Regions from separate parts of the Capra hircus genome. Here region 1 is linked to region 2. Evidence: chromatin contacts called from public Hi-C data. All regions are on one chromosome and are shown on one strand. Each heading gives the region's core, a stretch centred on a gene start, on an enhancer-like site or on the middle of the called end of the contact. The rest is flanking DNA. Distances are from core to core; before and after follow the strand shown.

Region 1 (4,097 bases), core at 23-2,522, 400 kb after region 2:
ATGTCCCACTACCAGTGAAGGGGACAGATAATGTTGCTAAGGAGGGTCATGTGTTGTTCCAATGGCCAACTGTGGGTTGACCTACAGCTGCACCATGTTGGGTTGCTCTGTCTCACATCCACAGCTGGTCTTACATGCTGATTGTGCCCCATGGCATGAGCACTATGGCCACTAAAGGAACTTTGAGAGTGTGGGCATGGGGCAGTACAAGCCTAGGAGCACCCTTAGAGACCACCCAGAAGGCCTATCTTTACTGATAGTGGGGCTGGTGTGTACCACTTTCACACCTAAATATCTTGAGCTTGGACAGAAATCCACAGGTAGTGGAAAACTGAGTACACCAGAGTAGATAATCAGACTGTTATGATCGTCCTCAGGCTCTGCCTTGAATCTCTGCCCAAATTTGACCTCCTAACCTGAGGGATGAAGTATACTTAGTCGCTCAGTCATTTCTCTTTTCAACCCCATGGACACTAGTTTGCCAGGATCCTCTGTCCAAGAGATTTCCCAGGCAAGAATACTGGAGTGAGTAGCCATTCCCTCTGCCGGTGGATCTTTCTGATCCAGGGATTGGAAGGCGGATTCTTTACTGTCTGAGCTACCAGGGAAGCCTGGAGGGGAAAGAAGAATTATTTCCAAGAACCCTAGTCTTCTGTCTTGACTCCCAAAGCACCTTCTCCTCATCTGAGAACCTCTGCTGCTCCTCCCACGTCCCCATAAAGCCTTTCTTTTCCATATTGGGCAAGTCTATGAGCTGAGCAGCTTCCTGGGTGAGAGAGAAGTTATCTATTGGAGCAGCTCGTACTGCATAAGCTGTCTGTTTCTGTTGCACATATAGAAGGCAGCTTGGAGGTTTTCTTTGTGTTTTTTGTCTTGTATTGCTTATTTATTTTCACTTTGTTTTAAATAAAAGTTTTAGGCTTCTCATTATAACGGGCTTTAATAATTTTAAGAACAGATGACTGGGAAATATCTTGCACAAGGCTAAGACCCCCCCAAGGAGCAAATGTGGAGGCGACCCCTGCTGGCTGGTTTCGCTCCTGCAGCCCTCTGCCCATCTGAACACGTTAGCTTTTGGGAAGGCCTGTGCAGTTTCACAGGGGAGAATCACCTAGCACCAGAAGATACTCTTGCTTTCCGAAACAATGGTCAGTGCCCCTGTAGACTGACTCATTCCATCACTCTCTGCCCTTCTCTTTCATCGGCTCTTGCACAAATATTCAGGGTCTTAATTTGTTCGTCCGTGGAACATTTCCGGGGCCCTGAGGCAAAGCCCGCACTTCGCCAGCAGTGGGAGCCTTCAGGCGAAAGAACACGCTTCCTACCCGGGAGTCCAGCATTAGCAGAGATGGTCTCTTTCAGAAGTAAAAGCCCAGCTATCCAGGCTGAGAACACTCAGTCTACAAGGGTTCCTCAGACCCGAGAGGTAGGTTTACATCTACCTAGGATTTTTCAGGAAACTGGAGTATTTATTTTATCATGAGATAACTTAACCCGGTGCTTCCTCTAGGCTGAGGCAGAACCAGGCTGCCCCCTGCAGGTGGGAGGGAGAGGTACGCATCCTGAGCGCGGCTGCCCAGGCGGCCTTTGCTCAACCCACGTGACCTTCTTCTCAGCGGTTCCCGCACGCCCTGGGCGTTGCTCCACGTGATGCTCAACACGCGATCCCCAGACTAGCGGCAGGGGTGCACCTGGGAACTTGTTAGAAGTGTAAATTCTCAGGCCCCACCCCAGTCCTACTGAAAGGCAACTCTGAGGGTGGGGCCAGCAGCCCGCTTCAGCAAACCCTCCAGGGGATCCTGATGCACCTCAAATTTGAGAACCACTGGTCTGGAAAGAGCAGTGTAGCCACCTCTGGAGGCCCTACTAGACAGCCCAGCTACATGAGACGTGGCCCATCCTGGCTCATGTCAGCCTCAGAACCACAGGATCTCAGAAGTGCCTGTTGCAGAGCCCTTCCATTTACAAATGAGAACAGTGAGATACAAGGGTGTGAAATGAGAACAGTGAGGTACAAGGATGTGAGGGAATTCTCCCACAAACCTCACAAATTACAGGAGAGGAAAAGGAATGCCAGGAAAAGTAACCCTACCAGGGTTCCTCAGACCTACCTGGGTTTGGGGGCTCTGCCCATTCCTCTCTGCAGGTCTGGCTTTCCCATGCCTGTGCCAGGGCGACTCAGAGCTCTAGGCCTTGAGACAGAGCCCCTGGCCTTGCCTTCCTCTCTTCAGAGCGATGTCCCTTCAGTCTTCTCCTTTTTAATCACACTAAGTCCTGCCTGCCACTCAGAGATGAACAGAAAGGGCCCAGTTGTGAAAGGATCACAGCAGGATTTGGTTTTGTTTTTCATCAGTCTCCAGCATCTTTAAAAACGATTTGTCAATCAACGAGAGATAGGAAGTCACTAGAAAGACAGGAAACATTGGAGGATGGAAACACATCCTGTTCAGCCGCAGCTGTCTTTGCGGATGAGCGCCTGGGTCTTTCTGGCAGGCTGGGATGAAGCGGGTGCACTGCCTCCCTCTCCTCCCAGTGTTCAGATGCACGCTGATTTTCTAGAAGGGCTGGGGAGCCGAGGGGGGGGGAGATGAGGGTGGGGGAGAGAAGAGAATAGCACCTAATAAAAAGCTATGTGTAAAAAGAATTTTCAAATGTCATCTAATACATTTGTTAACAAAATCAGAGGGGTTCGGTCCCCAAGAGGAGATTATACCATGAACATGCAGCTTTCTCTCAAAGACTGGAGAAGCAATCGGCCCCTTTTCTAAGCTCTGCACATAGCCACAGAGGATCCCCTGACACTCCCCACTCGCATGGCCTTGGGGACAGGTCCAGCGCTCCTTTGTTTTAGAACATCACCATAATACATTTTCCACCCAGTACCCACTGGGCAGGGTGGGCAGTGGAGGAGACTTTAAACAAAGGAAAAGCTGTCCTTCTCCCCAGATTTGGAGGAGTCATTTTTGCAAGAGGCTTTAACTGAATGCTGCAGCTGAAACTACTGAGGAAGCACTGAGGGAAATCATCCAATAACAGGAGGACAATCCTTTTTCACATTTCAGTGAGGGCTCTACTCCCTTCAGCCCTCTTGGGAGGTGAGCTTTGTACAAGGCTGTTCCATTCAGAGGGACTTCAGCAGGTATTTGTAGCCTGGCTGGACTTTGGGACAGCAATTAAAAGAGGCGGAGGAGAGGATCTTGCAGTAAGAAAGGGAGCTCAGGGTATAAAAGGCATGTTCATTACCAACACACTTGCCTTACACACACACTCGTACTCGCACTCAAAGCTAATTCTGCTTTGGTTTCTGAATATTGTGTCTCTGCATTCCAAGAAAGTGTTAAGCTAATACTTATATTTCTTACCCTCAAGAGCACTTTGCTAAGTGGAAAGTTGGTGTTTTCAGAAGATAAGCTGTTTTCCTGGCCTAAATGAAAGTTTTAATCTCATTGAGGATTTTCTATTCTTCTGGAAGTGGGCTGTGTTTAGCGGAGGGATGGGGCAGGAGCTGAAGCAAGAGGAAGATTCACACACTAGGGTCCTGGCATGAAAGATCTAAGAATGTCTAAATGCTGTGGAACAAGTGACCATGACTTTTTAGCAAGACATGGAACAAGAGAGGAAAAGACAAACAGTAGTTGGGGTGAGGAAGAAGGAAAATGTGTCCACAAAGATCATATTGTAGGACATATCTGGAGATACCAGAAGGAAAATACAGGCAGCTCTTCCAACAGGAGCATGTGTTCAGAACACATGATCAGAACAACCAACCCCCCAAAAGAGGTGGAAGCAATAGACACTGTCATGTTGGAGGGGCGGTGGTGATCAGGCCAAGAGTGACATGTGGCTCCAGGGAAACAAGTTTGCCCACAGTCAAAAATGTTTAGGTTCCATAGATTGGTAGCCTTACACGTACTAGAATTCTGAAGTGTTAAAATCCTAGAAGGAGCTTTGCTGCTTATCTAATCTGACCCCTTCCCTTTTTATAAGAAAAGAAGCTGAGACTCAGAAATGTGAAACAGCTTGGCCCAAATCGCGTTAAACTTGTCAGGACTCTTTCACTCACAGTGACAGAAACCCAGCTCAAACCAATTCAATAC
Region 2 (3,685 bases), core at 653-3,152:
CTTGAGTTTTCATTATATCCCATCACTCCCTTACAAATAGTCACTTTGAAAAGAAACTCTTCTCAACTTATCCTAATTTAACTGTACCATCTGTTTCCTGTTGGGACCCTAACTGGAAAAAATTCATCAAAATTCATATTGCATAGCAACACTTGAAGTTTAAAAAATCCATTTTCTTAGATTAAGTAACTCATATCACAATACTCACTCTTAAAATCATTTTCCCCACAGTATTATCAGCCAAAGTACTTGAATAAGTACTGTACTGTACTGGGCCTAGTATAGGTTCAGAAAAGCCAGAGTTGGGGCTACTAGTCTCTCTCCATACATCTCTCCTCCATGTTCATGGCTCTTTTGCTGATAACTTCTCCCACTGAAAGGAAAATGGACCTTATTAATTTCAATATCTTCATGAATTAGTCTATTTCCAGGAATATATGCATTTTAAAAGAGAACTCCAGGATAAAAAATGAAGCTCTAATGATAGAAATTTCAGACTCTGTGACACCAGGAATGGAGAAGTATGTTTAACCTCATCTATTATGAGCAAGATGAAACCTAATTTTCTTGCATCTTTGTTCTAAAACATGTCACTCAGGCCTGAGCTTTAAAGTCCCTGCTTCACTGTTTGTGTAACTGTTCAGGACTTTCCAGGGTATGAGTTATTCAAAACAAATTTTAGCCTATATCAAGGTAAGCTTAGTTTTTAGTTCTGAAAGTACAAGAAATACCTAAAGGTTGTGGGTAATTGTTTTATAGTGTGCCTGAAAAACCACTAATGTTGCCTCTCTTTTTACATCTTGCCTCTGATCAGCCCTGCCTCTTCAGCTACACTTAAAAAGAAAGGAATCAGGTAAACAACTTTTAGCAATCAGGGAACCTTAAAATAGCAGTGATCTGTAGCAGGTTAAGCATACAGCAACACACACGCAATCATTCAAATTTTGTATGAGACTAACAATTTATACTTTGATCTGACTTGATTATTTGAAAAAGCTGCTTTTCAGCAGCATAAATATAGACACTAGTTCTGTCTTGCAGCCAAGTTTCTCATCAGAAAGCTACATTAACCTTATGATTCCCTTACACAGAAACTAGAAGAAGCGGTAAACTTCTTCTGAACAGTAAACTAATAAAAAGGTATCCATGAATGCTTGTTGAGTTTAAAAATATTGTCTTTCTCCTTTTCCCCACTGGATGAACTTAGTTGGTTTCTGTTTATTATGTGTCAAGCACTGTTTAATGCAAAAATACAGTGCTGAAGAAGGCAAACCAAGTCCCTGTCCAAGGAGGTTGCATTCCAAGTGAGGGCAGATAGGTAATAAACATTTAAACAAACAAATAATACTGTTTCAGGAATACTGAAAATATTCAAAAAATACTGTTTGAGGGCTACTGAAGAAGATAAAATAGGGTAATACGGCCAATGGTACCTGGGGTGGGATGCAGCTGCTTGGTGACATCTGAATTGAGATCTGAAGGCTGAGAAGGAGGGAACAGTGTTACTGTCTAGGGAAGAGCTCTGCAAGCAAACAAACAGTAAGTGCAAAGGACCTGGAGTTGAAACGAACCTGGTGTATTTGAGGCCAGAAAGGTGGCCTGGAGCAGAGTAAGAGGGAAGGCCTGGAAGAGAGGAGATGAGGCTGAAGAGGAAGGCAGAGTCAGGTCAAAGAGTGATAGGAAGCTACTGGAGGATTTAAAGCAGGGAAGCTGGGAAGTGATGATTTATATTTAATTAAGGATCTAACATATTTTAAAAAGATAAGTCTGGCTTTGTGGAGAATAGATTGTAGAAGGTCAAACACAAAAGTGGGGAGACCAGGGAGGAGACGATGGCAGAGGTCCAGTGACAGATGCTGGTGGCGGCTGGGAGGAGGGTTTCAGCAGCAAGGCCGTTACTGGCCCACACATTGCTTTTGCGACAATTAGAAAAAGTCTCCCATTCCCTTTGGTGGTCTGAATAGGAGATGAATTATATACGGAGTGCAAAGGAAAGAGAAGAGTCCAGAATGACTCAGGCTCGACTGCCTAACTGGGTGGAAACCGGTAGAATCAGGAGTTCAGTTTTGTTTATGTTCACTTCGAGGACCATGAAGTTTTTGTATGAAATGAATGTACCCTAATCGCAACTGAAAACTTAGTAACGTTTACCACCCTGACACTGGCTTTCCCCTCAGCCCTGGGAACCTTATGCTGATGTCATGGAGATAACATTTGTGAGATATTCTCCCAGCGTGTTTGCTTTCCCAGTAAACCCTGGCTCTATGGCTCCTCCACCCAGTGAGTCAAGGACATGCTTTGAGTCACGGGGAGGAAGGAACCCAGCCAAGAATGGGTAAGTCATCATTTAGCTTTGAGTTTCAAAATAGGATTGAAAAAATATCATAGCAAGACAATAGATTGAAATTAAGTGCTTCTGATTTGTAAAAGCCAGACTTTGCTGAAAGAAAAAAAAAAATATGTTTGCATACACAGATGAGGCAGAGCTTGGAGAACTGCCCCTGAGCAGGTCACAGACGGTGCCAGGAAGAAACACAGGATGTGACGTCAGAGCCATTTTCCCATGACTGGAAGAGAAAAGTTTAAGCAGCTTGCAGGAAGCTATGAGAGTCAGAGGTTATGAGCGCAGGGTTGCCCCAGGTGAGGGGTGACCGGAGCCCTAAGGCAGGAGAGCTGCTGGCTTTTCCTTTGGAACTGGGCCAACTACAGAGAAGAAGAAATGTGAGGGTTGGGTAATGAGAGGCCTTGAGAAGTGCTCCCCGTCCCCTGGCCTGTGTGCAGTCTACAGCAGACCCCCTGGGAGGACAGTGAAGGCTGAAAGGATGAATGGGGCTGTAATGGGCCTGGCCTCGGGCCAAGAAGGTAAAGGTATGTGACCTTTACCACTGATGATCACGGTGGAGACTGTGACTGTCAGGAGCTGGAATGAACACAGCCCAAAGGCCAGAGAGAACAATTTCCTCACCATGGTCTCTTCCCTTGTATCTCCCCTGTAGCATGCCTTCCACCTGGGCAACCATTTAGGAAAGGGAATGGGGAGAGGAGAACCCTGGGATGAGGGAGAAACCCTGAAAGGTGCAGTGATTTCCCAAAAGAGACTGTTTTGAGCCTAAAAGTGTGCATGCTAAGTCACTTCATTCATGTCTGACTCTGTGACCCTACGGACTGTAGCCCACCAGACTCCTCTGTCCTTGGGATTCTCCCAGCAAGAATATTGGAGTGGGTAGCCATGCCCTCCTCCAGGGCATCTTCCCGGCTCAGGGATCAAACCCACGTCTCTTATCTCCTGCCTTGGCAAGTGGGTTCCTTACCACTAGTGCTACCTGAGAAGCCCAAATCTAAAAGAGGCTTCTTTAATCAGCAAGGTCAAGTGTTTTCCACCTGCATCAGCAATGGGGGCTTTTTAGCAAGAAGTCATGATATACAATAAAGTTACCATATGTATTTTTGTAAATCTGATTTATTAAGCGTGTCCATTACAAGGCTGCTACCTTAGGAAGGTATCTTTACTGAATGAAGACAATTTAGCTTATGTACCTCAGCTTATAATGGGGGTGGGGTGGGGAGCAGAGAGGGCAGGGATTGATTTTGTCAGTATTGGTTGCCTCCAGAGACGGTAGCTGGGGGACAGAGAAGAGAGAAATATTTATTTTTCACTGTACACCTTTTGTAACTTTTGCATTTG

What was found. A called contact is a pair of places that touch in the nucleus more often than the background predicts.
Region 1: a Hi-C map of blood shows a contact between it and region 2, with 5 times the contacts expected there. The contact joins two enhancer-like sites. A contact is called at or near these places in 3 of 5 Hi-C or Micro-C datasets (blood and liver).

What each region holds. Positions count from the first base shown.
Region 1 is chr11:62,623,024-62,627,120 of ARS1.2, forward strand. No RefSeq gene overlaps it. Among named protein-coding and RNA genes, the nearest start is that of AFTPH, 29 kb to the right of the region's middle. Within about 2 kb of position 1,273, at least 3 of the 5 cell types and tissues checked have an H3K27ac peak or open chromatin away from gene starts, as enhancers often do.
Region 2 is chr11:62,217,784-62,221,468 of ARS1.2, forward strand. No RefSeq gene overlaps it. Among named protein-coding and RNA genes, the nearest start is that of VPS54, 76 kb to the left of the region's middle. Within about 2 kb of position 1,903, at least 1 of the 5 cell types and tissues checked has an H3K27ac peak or open chromatin away from gene starts, as enhancers often do.